Regions from separate parts of the Rattus norvegicus genome. Here region 2 is linked to region 1. The links are chromatin contacts, called in public Hi-C maps. All regions are on one chromosome and are shown on one strand. The core of a region is the stretch at or near the end of the contact, and the rest is flanking DNA. Distances in the headings are between cores, read along the strand shown.

The links. A called contact is a pair of places that touch in the nucleus more often than the background predicts.
Region 2: a contact with region 1 is called in a Hi-C map of kidney, with 3 times the contacts expected there. The contact joins the promoter of Map4k4 here to the enhancer-like site in region 1. A contact is called at or near these places in 3 of 12 Hi-C or Micro-C datasets (the A7r5 cell line, kidney and liver).

What each region holds. Positions count from the first base shown.
Region 1 is chr9:49,386,200-49,390,595 of GRCr8, forward strand. The region is part of intron 2 of Creg2 (cellular repressor of E1A-stimulated genes 2); the gene reads right to left. Among named protein-coding and RNA genes, the nearest start is that of Rnf149, 38 kb to the left of the region's middle. Within about 2 kb of position 1,777, at least 2 of the 93 cell types and tissues checked have an H3K27ac peak or open chromatin away from gene starts, as enhancers often do. A contact at or near this core is called in kidney and liver, where this site is marked.
Region 2 is chr9:49,695,004-49,698,968 of GRCr8, forward strand. It overlaps Map4k4 (mitogen-activated protein kinase kinase kinase kinase 4), which reads left to right and starts at 1,697. Exons shown (of 32, transcript NM_001401996.1): 1 at 1,697-2,066; 2 at 2,289-2,354. The coding sequence starts at 2,010.

The sequences.
Region 1 (4,396 bases), core at 527-3,026:
TCTGAGGAAGTTGTATCCGAACGTCTGTCACACACGGATACAAATACAGTTTTCCTTGGTGACAGTTTTCCTTTGGTTACAATAACAGCGAGTGGTTTCTATTATAGGTGTCTCTACAATAATTTTCACATTATTTAAAAATAGCTCGGCTTTTGATATTGTCACAGGGACTGCATTGACTCTGTAGATTGCTTGGTTAGATGAACACTTAAACAATATTTATTCATCCCATGGGTAGGTGGATATGTATACACTATTTATTCTTCCCATGCTCTTCCATTGATTTACGCTCAAAATCCCTCTTCGTCTATTTTTAAGAGCTAAGTCACACTATGCTGCCTAGACTGATCTCAGACTCCCAGGCTCACGTGATTTCCCTGCCTCCCAGGAGCTGATACTACAGGCATGTGATATTGTATCTGGTTCTACTTTTCAAATGTGTTGATGTGTGTGTGTGTGTGGTGCACATGAGTGCAGTACCTGAGGAGGAAAGAGAGGGTGTCGGATCTTCAGGAGCAGGATTGAGCTGTCCAAAGCCAGTGCCATCTACATAGGTAACGTTCCCAGTCTCTGAAGTTAAGTGAGATAGTGGTGGATTTTTGCTTGCTCCTGGTCATTTGAGACAATCTTTCATTGTGTCTCTTATACTTGTCTCAACCTGCCATCCTCCTGCCTCTCTCTGCCTTCTGAGAGCTAGGACTACAGGCATATACTGCCATGCCGGGCTTATGTGTGTTGTTTTAAGTACCTAATTTGGGGTGTGTGTAGGTAATCTGGATCAGGGCAGCAGATAACTAAAGCAATGGAACCCAGTCTATTACCTAAGCAGAGAAATTGGAAATTGTCATTGTGGGGCATTCCCAAACTTTTGATGGTATTAAATCAATATATTACATCACTAAAGACTGTCTCATGGCCACGCAAGAAGGCCTGGAATGTTAGCTCCATCAGTGATGTAAAGCATTTAGCTATCATGGTCTCCTGAGGAGGAATAGACCACCGGGTCTGGATTATGCGTCATTTGGCTGCATTCCCTGTTGGAAAATAAAGACTCTATTTGTCTGTTTTTGAATTTAGGTAAACAACCTCTTCTAGATCTCTTCCTCTTCTTCCTCCTCTTCCCCCTCCTCTTCCTCCCTCTTCCTGTTTTCCTTTTTTGAGATAGGGTCTCACTATGTAGCCCAGGCTGGTCTTAAACTCCCAGATATCCACCTGCACCTGCTTCCCCATTGCTGAGATTAAAGGCACGGCTGCCCCAGCCATTCACTCTGCTTTTAAGATCCGTGTGTGTGCTCATCACAGCTGTGTGGGTCATTAGCCCCTCTGGGGACTAGGGAGCAGGGTGGATTTGCCACGGTTATGGTGTTGGACTTGTGGGGTCACTGTGCTGACATAGCGAAATGCCACAGGGCACTTTAAATCAGGAGAGCGTGGATCAGTGGAACTACTGGGCAGGCTACCAGAAATAGGTTAGGGTGTTCTTTGGGGAAAAGAGGCATGTGGGTAAAAATTAAACCGGGCTACGTTCGATGCCCTTAAGGCGGTGGCTCTTAACTTTCCTAATGCTGCGACCTTCGTGTTGTTGTAGTGACTCCTCTGCCCCAGCCATAAAGTTATTCCGTTTCCACTTCCTAACAGTAATTTTGCTACTTATATGAATTGTAATATAAATATTTTTGGAAATAGAAGTTTTCCAAAGGGGTCTCAGGCCCTTTGAGGAAGACTGAGAACCACTGCCTTAAGGTAAACAGGCCTCCTGTGAGAGTCTCACCTACAAGCCAGATGCAAGACTGTGTCTGGGCCTGAGAAGCAGGAAGGCTGTTAGGGTTGTATAGGAGCTCATCTGGATGCTGCCCCTGTGTGGGAAAACTTCCAGATCAAAGACTCAGAACCCCCAGGCATAGGTGAAGCCAATTGGTTGGAGACGTTTCTGACACGTTAGGATGTGAGGAGGAAGTTTTCCCCGTCTCCAGAAAGCAAATCAGCTCCAAATGGCTTTTGTGTGACCTCAAGCAGCTGCACAGTGACCTTGAGAGGATTATGATTTCCAGTCACTCTCACAGCTGGAGCTGCCTGTTGCTTTTATGCTGGTCTGATTCATGACAGGGAAGACTCCTTCTTACTCTGAGCTAATTATTCCTCTTTCAATAAAAGTGTCTGGAGAGAGAGAGCCTTTATAAGGGATATCCACCAGGTACTTTGCAAAATATAGGGCACTATAGGACAAGCAATAAAAATGATTAATATGGGTTGGGGATTTAGCTCAGTGGTAGAGCACTTGCCTAGGAAGTGCAAGGCCCTGGGTTCGATCCCCAGCTCCGAAAAAAAGAACCAAAAAAAAAAAATGATTAATACACACGCGCACACACAAACAATTTAAGAATAAGTTCTAGGGCTGGAGAGATGGCTCAGCGGTTAAGAGCACGGACTGCTCTCCCAGAGGTCCTGAGTTCAATTCCCAGCAACCACATGGTGGCTCACAACCATCTGTAAAGGGATCCGATGCTCTCTTCTGGTCTGAAGACAGCTACAGTGTACTTGTATACATAAAATAAATAAATCTTAAAAAAAAAGAATAAGTTCTAAAAATAAAAGTTTTAAAAAGTCTAGAATTTTGGCCTCAAAGGTTGCCAGAAGACGACACTACTTTTAGTTTAAAGATCTCCATCTTCATCCCTCGTTTGTGTTTCTAGAATCTGACAACTCTCAATTCTATCAAATGCAGTCAGTTTTCGGTGAACCAGGTACTGGAGACTTACTTTATAGACTGCAAAGTGCTGAAGAAAATAGAAACAAGAAGTGGTTTGGTGGGACTCAGCACTGTTCCTTTTGGAAGGCTGGGACCTGGAGATGGCCCAACAGGATAAGATCAGGTTACCTCTGGTTCCTTTGTAGGAGCGTAAGGTCTATGGCAGAAGGCAGAAGGGAAATATCACAACAGCTGAAACTGGTTTGGGAAATTTGGTCATTAACTCTATTTACTGGTTTCTCGGAAAAATGGAGAAAAGCTCCGTTTTGCCTTACTGAAGGGAGCTGTGGCCAGTGAGCTGGCCTTGCCCATTTGTGGAAGTCATTGCAGTCTGTCTGCAGGGCCACCGAGAGAAACGCTCTCTGACTTGGGTGGCAATGGCTACATTGTTGGACACAGTTGTGTCTGGGGCCATACATTTGGAAGCCAATGCAAAGAGCTGCGCAACTTCTTCCAGGTGTTAAAAACATCTGGTGCTGATGCGGCTAAAGGTCTAACAACCAAAAAGCCTCTGGTGAGCTAAGAAACTCCAGGACAGGTAAGTTAACACAAAGATAGCATCTTCTGCAGGAAGTTAGGACCCAGTGAGCTCTTGATAAGAAGAGCAAACTCATCCTCATTTACAACCTAGAGACTGCAGGGGAACAGAGCTGCAGATGCAATCTCCAACCACAGAAGTTCCCTTTTTCTGCCCTATAAAACTCCAAGACCCCCTCACCGGACTTCTTAGAACACCATCTCCACCCCCCCAGGAGTGGCCTCTGTCCTTCCTTGTTCTGATTAAAGGACAACCTGCTTCTGTAGAACCTGGTTTCCGATATTCTCTAGACTGTAGCAATCCTAACGACCTAACGATCGGTCAGTCGGTGTAATGCTGACCTCCGGTACACACAAGGCCCAAGTAAGCACAGCTCATCAAGGCTTCTCTCTCTGTTCTGCTGGGCCTCATCTTCTAGAAGTAGCTGTCCCTACAGCCTGCATTTGGACCTTGGACGGCCAGGCGGGGGCTTCCGTAGCTGCGATGAGGATATTGAAGAAGAGAGGAGAGCAATTCCAGGAGGGGGGAGCAGGACCCACCTCCATCCTTATTGGACTCCCCAAAGCATGGGGGAAGTAAAGATGGGGTTTAATATTTGCTCCAAGGACGAGAGACTTAAAGTAAAGTTCCCCTGGTCAGTCACCAGGGGGCGCACTAATTCTTTGCCTCTGTGGTCCTACAAAATTCCCAAGTTAGCTCCCAAGTTTGTTAGAAACTCCCAGAGGTCCTGCTTATCTAGAAATGTCCAGGAGATGACGAGACTACCGTGAGACGTGGAGCAGGTAAGGAAGGTCAGAGCAAGAGGTGAAATCATTCCTTCTCAGATACATCCGGGTCTTGCCAGGGGCTATCCGACAGTAGACAAATGGCTTCGGTGGGATGCGGAAAAACTGGGGATGTCTGGGCACAACCAGCACACTATAGCCCTTATGATGAGGCAAGTAGGCTTGGGAATAATATCACTCTAAGTGGGGAGAAACTGAGGTAAAAACTAACCGCTCACACTCGTAAGGAGGAGAAGCAAGGAATCGAAGTCAACTCCATCTCCAAGCCAATTTTAAGATTCTAGAATGGGGGAAGATACTATAGACCAGAGTAGGTGTCCTAGT
Region 2 (3,965 bases), core at 447-2,946, 310 kb after region 1:
ATTGCTGATCCTGCTCACTGCAACTTAGGATGGGTGGTTGTGGGGGGATTTGGATGTGGTGGTTCTGAAGTGATGGGGGGGGGAGGATTCGTATAGATAAGAAGAAGTGGTATGAGGAAGGGCCTCCATGTCATAGGTCTGATGTTAACCTGTAGAAGAGCTGGGGGGAGGCTGCCGTATCTGTATAGCCATCAGCTGTGCACAGTGGGAGAGGTAAATCTTCAGATTTTATTTCCGGATGCCTAAAGCTGCAAAATTAAGAGTACCACTGGAGGTTAATGTGAAGAACAGTAAGATAACACATATGAAATGGTTGGCATACGTCACTATATTATTAATAATAACAAAGCCAAACTAGAAAAGCGCTAACAAACTCACAAACATTTTTGTTACTGTGTTTCCTAATAAAGAGATATCGGGATAATTTCACTTTACAATAGAGTCTCGTGTCAAACATCTTAGAAGAAACACCTAAGAAACATCTTAGAAGAAAAGCTTAAACAGCAGAGTGCTGGACATTGTCTGGGGGGCAGCCAACATGAACTCTGGGTATAAGCTGAAGTTGTGAGAACGCCTGCTCCTCCCTAGGTTAGGGTCTTTAGGGTTTGAGTACATCACTTGTAGTATTTGGGGTTTTCTACTTCGAGGCCATAAGGTGTGTACTGCTTAAATCAGAACAGTGTATGAGTGTATGGGGAGGGAAAGAGGTGCAGAACGTTAGTAGTGACAATTAGAAGGCCCATGAAACAGAGTGGATTTTGATCTTGGGGGCGCCCTGGAACACCAAGCTTAGCTTCATCTGTTAACTTAATAGGCCTATTCTAGGCCTTCCACATGTGGGAGTCAAGCAGTTTTACAGCGATCTTACAACACTACCTGGCTATTCTGGGGGTACTGTTGAGAACACCAGCTGTAAGGTATTATCGAGCCACTAAACATGTTTTTGGCTGGTCCCGAAGAGGGACAGTACTTGAATTGACTAGCTGACTTGCTGTAGCGTGCTGAAAGAAGCCTGTTTGGTGACCGTGGTGATCTCCAGATATTGTCCGGGTTTAGATCGGAGCAGAGGGCTCGCCCTCCCGCCCGCCCGTGGGCCACACGCGCTCGGGGACACAGCAGCGAGCAATCACAGCGACTGTTTTGGATTCGCCCGGACGATCAAGTGATGCTCGGTGAATCTTTCAACAGTAACCACGCCACAAACTGAGCCTGGAAAAGAGAAAGGAAAGAAAAACACCGTGGTGGGAGTGGGTGGGCGAAGGAAACCAGGGTCTTCGGGACCGACGGGCCGTAGGCGGCGGAGAGGACAGAGGCCGGACCCAGCGCGCCCGGGCACACCCTCTCTCCGGCAAGCAGCGCGAGTGGGTGTCCACCGGGCCGCCGAGCCGCTCGTAGTCTCTCAGTCATTGTTAGCGGAGGCTGGGGCGTTCCGCCGCGCCCCGCACCTCCTCCGGGAAGGCCCCGAGGGCTCCCGGCCCCACCCGGGGCCCGGCTGCCATCCGCCGAGGGCCGGCCGCCCCGCCATTGTTCGAGCCCCACCCCTGCTGAATATTCACGCGGGCGGGCGAGCGAGGGCGAGGGCCGGGTTCCACCCGCTCTCCCGGCGGAGGGGGCGGGGGAGCCGCTCGCCCCTCCTCAGCGGCGCCGGTCGGTGCCCCGCGTCCCCGCCCCCGCCCCCGCCTCCCGCGGCATCTTTGTTTCGCGGCCTCGCGTTCGCTTGCTCGCTCGCCGCGCTCTCCGGCCCCAGCTCCGGGCGGCTCGTGCAGGCGCGCGCGCGCGGGGCGCCGGGGCCTGAGGCGGCGGGCGACGCCCGGGGGGTGGGTGGGGGCCGAGGGAGGGCCGCCGCGCCATGGTGTGAGCCCCGTGGCCCGCGCTCGCCGCGCTCCGCTCAGACCAGACGACACGCCGCGCCGGCGGCGGCCTGCTTGTGCGGCCCGAGCCCCGGCGCCGCCGAGCCCCTGCCCGTCGCTCGCTCGCTCGCCTGCTCTTGGGGCGGCGACCCGGGGAAGATGGCGAACGACTCTCCGGCTAAAAGCTTGGTGGACATCGACCTGTCGTCCCTGCGGGTGAGTGCGGCCGCGCCCTGCGCGCCGCGGTGGACACGGACACCCGCGGGCGCGGCGGCCCCTTTGTCTGCTGGGCGAGCGGGCGGGCGGCTTCCGCGGCGCTCCCGGGGACCCGGCGGGGCGAGCCTTTGTCACCGCCCTGCATCCCTCCCTCCGCCCGCTCGTCCTCCTCGGTCGGGGTCCCCCTTTTGAGATGATAACCTCCCCCTCCTCTCTCCCCAGGACCCTGCTGGGATTTTTGAGCTGGTGGAAGTGGTTGGAAATGGCACCTATGGACAAGTCTATAAGGTCGGTGTGGGGCGCCTTTGTTCCCCGTGGCGTGGAGAAACTTCTTAGGGGACGAGGGAAAGGGTGACGGAACACTGCTGACTGCAGGCCGTGCTGCCTGGCCAAAGTTGAGAAAGGGGTTTTCGCCTGGCTTTTCTTGTTTCTTGTTTCTTTTTGTTTTTCGCCTGTGTTCAGACTGGCCTTAAAAGACCTCATTTCCTGGCTTTGAGATAAAGGAAATAAGCTACACTGTTAGGCATGCACTTAGCTTCAGCAAAATAGAAAAGGAATTTTGTGTTCGAGGGCGACCGAAGGGTCCCCCCCCCCATCCCCCTTTCCTCCAAATCTGGCCTCCATGCGTTTGCATTTGTATGTGAATTAAGATTCAGTGTAGACAGGCCTTGCCTATGATTACACTCAACCACTGCCTTGGGATTCTTGAGAATTGTCATCATGCCTTGGGAGTGCTTGCCAAAAGGATTTAACTTGGGGAGATTGGCTTTACCTGGAACTGCTCTTACCCTCTTCTGGTGGACAGTATTTTGGGGAAGCCGAGAGGAGTGTGCTTTTGGGCCACAGGAGCAGAAGGAATTACAGTGTGGGTATTATAAAATGTGAATTCCAGGAATAACCTGTGTGACAGCTGTGTAATTGAGATGGCTAGGAGGAGAGAGAGCTAAGGTGTAGACAGGATGCCTGCTTCACACCCACCACCCCTTCTCTTTCTTTAAATGTACCCTCCTCTCCAGGCTGCAAAGGAAACTAAGGGAGCTGTGAGTTCGTGCTGAGTAGCTGGCCCCTGATGTTGCTAACTGTTGTTGTTCATTCCGTTTTGCTCGTTCTAGAACTAGAAGTGGGGCTCAGGCTCCTAAGTGTTTAAAAACACGAACAAAGCAAAAAAAAAAAACACAAAACAAACAAAGCAAAAAACCCTTTTAAGTTCTCTTTCCTGGTTTCTTTCTTGTTAGCAAATGGTTTTCTGGAATTATCTTTGCTTGGGGAGTTTTCTAGTTACTGGGACTGGGTCAAGGTTGAGCTACAAAGGAAAAAAAAATATCTTGTGAAGGAGGGCTTTGTGACTCGCCATGAAGAATTGTCATTGTTTCCTTAAAAATGGGGGTGGTGGTTGAAGCTGACTGTAGACATTTTCTGAGGCCAAATTAAGTGTGGATTCTATTGTCCCTTTTCTGTTTTATGAATAGGGTTTATGTGCTTCTGATTGCTTCTCCCAGTTCCAGCTTCTCCCTTCCCCCACCACAGGGCCTGGATGGTGGTGTGGACCGGCCTGTGGTCTGAGCCTGAGTCAGTGCTCTTAGGTGATCTCAAGTGAATTAGCATGTTTTGTTGGTTAACTGTTGGGGCCTGGGCCAAATTTTTGAATTTGAAAGGGAGCCCCGTTAACTGCCTGCTGGGTCCAACTGAATTTGGAAGGCTTTGGAAAATTTTGGAAAAAGACTGTTGCAACTCACTGAGCAGCTGGCTGGTAACTGGCTTAAAGACACTCTTCCCAGCTCCAGAGTTTGTTTAAGCACCGGTTGGTTTTTTTCTAACCTAGTTTTTCTGGCCAGATCTAAGTTGTGAGTAGACTCTTCCAAGTGAGTTAGCCAGCGCTTGTTTTTGACCTGATTACAC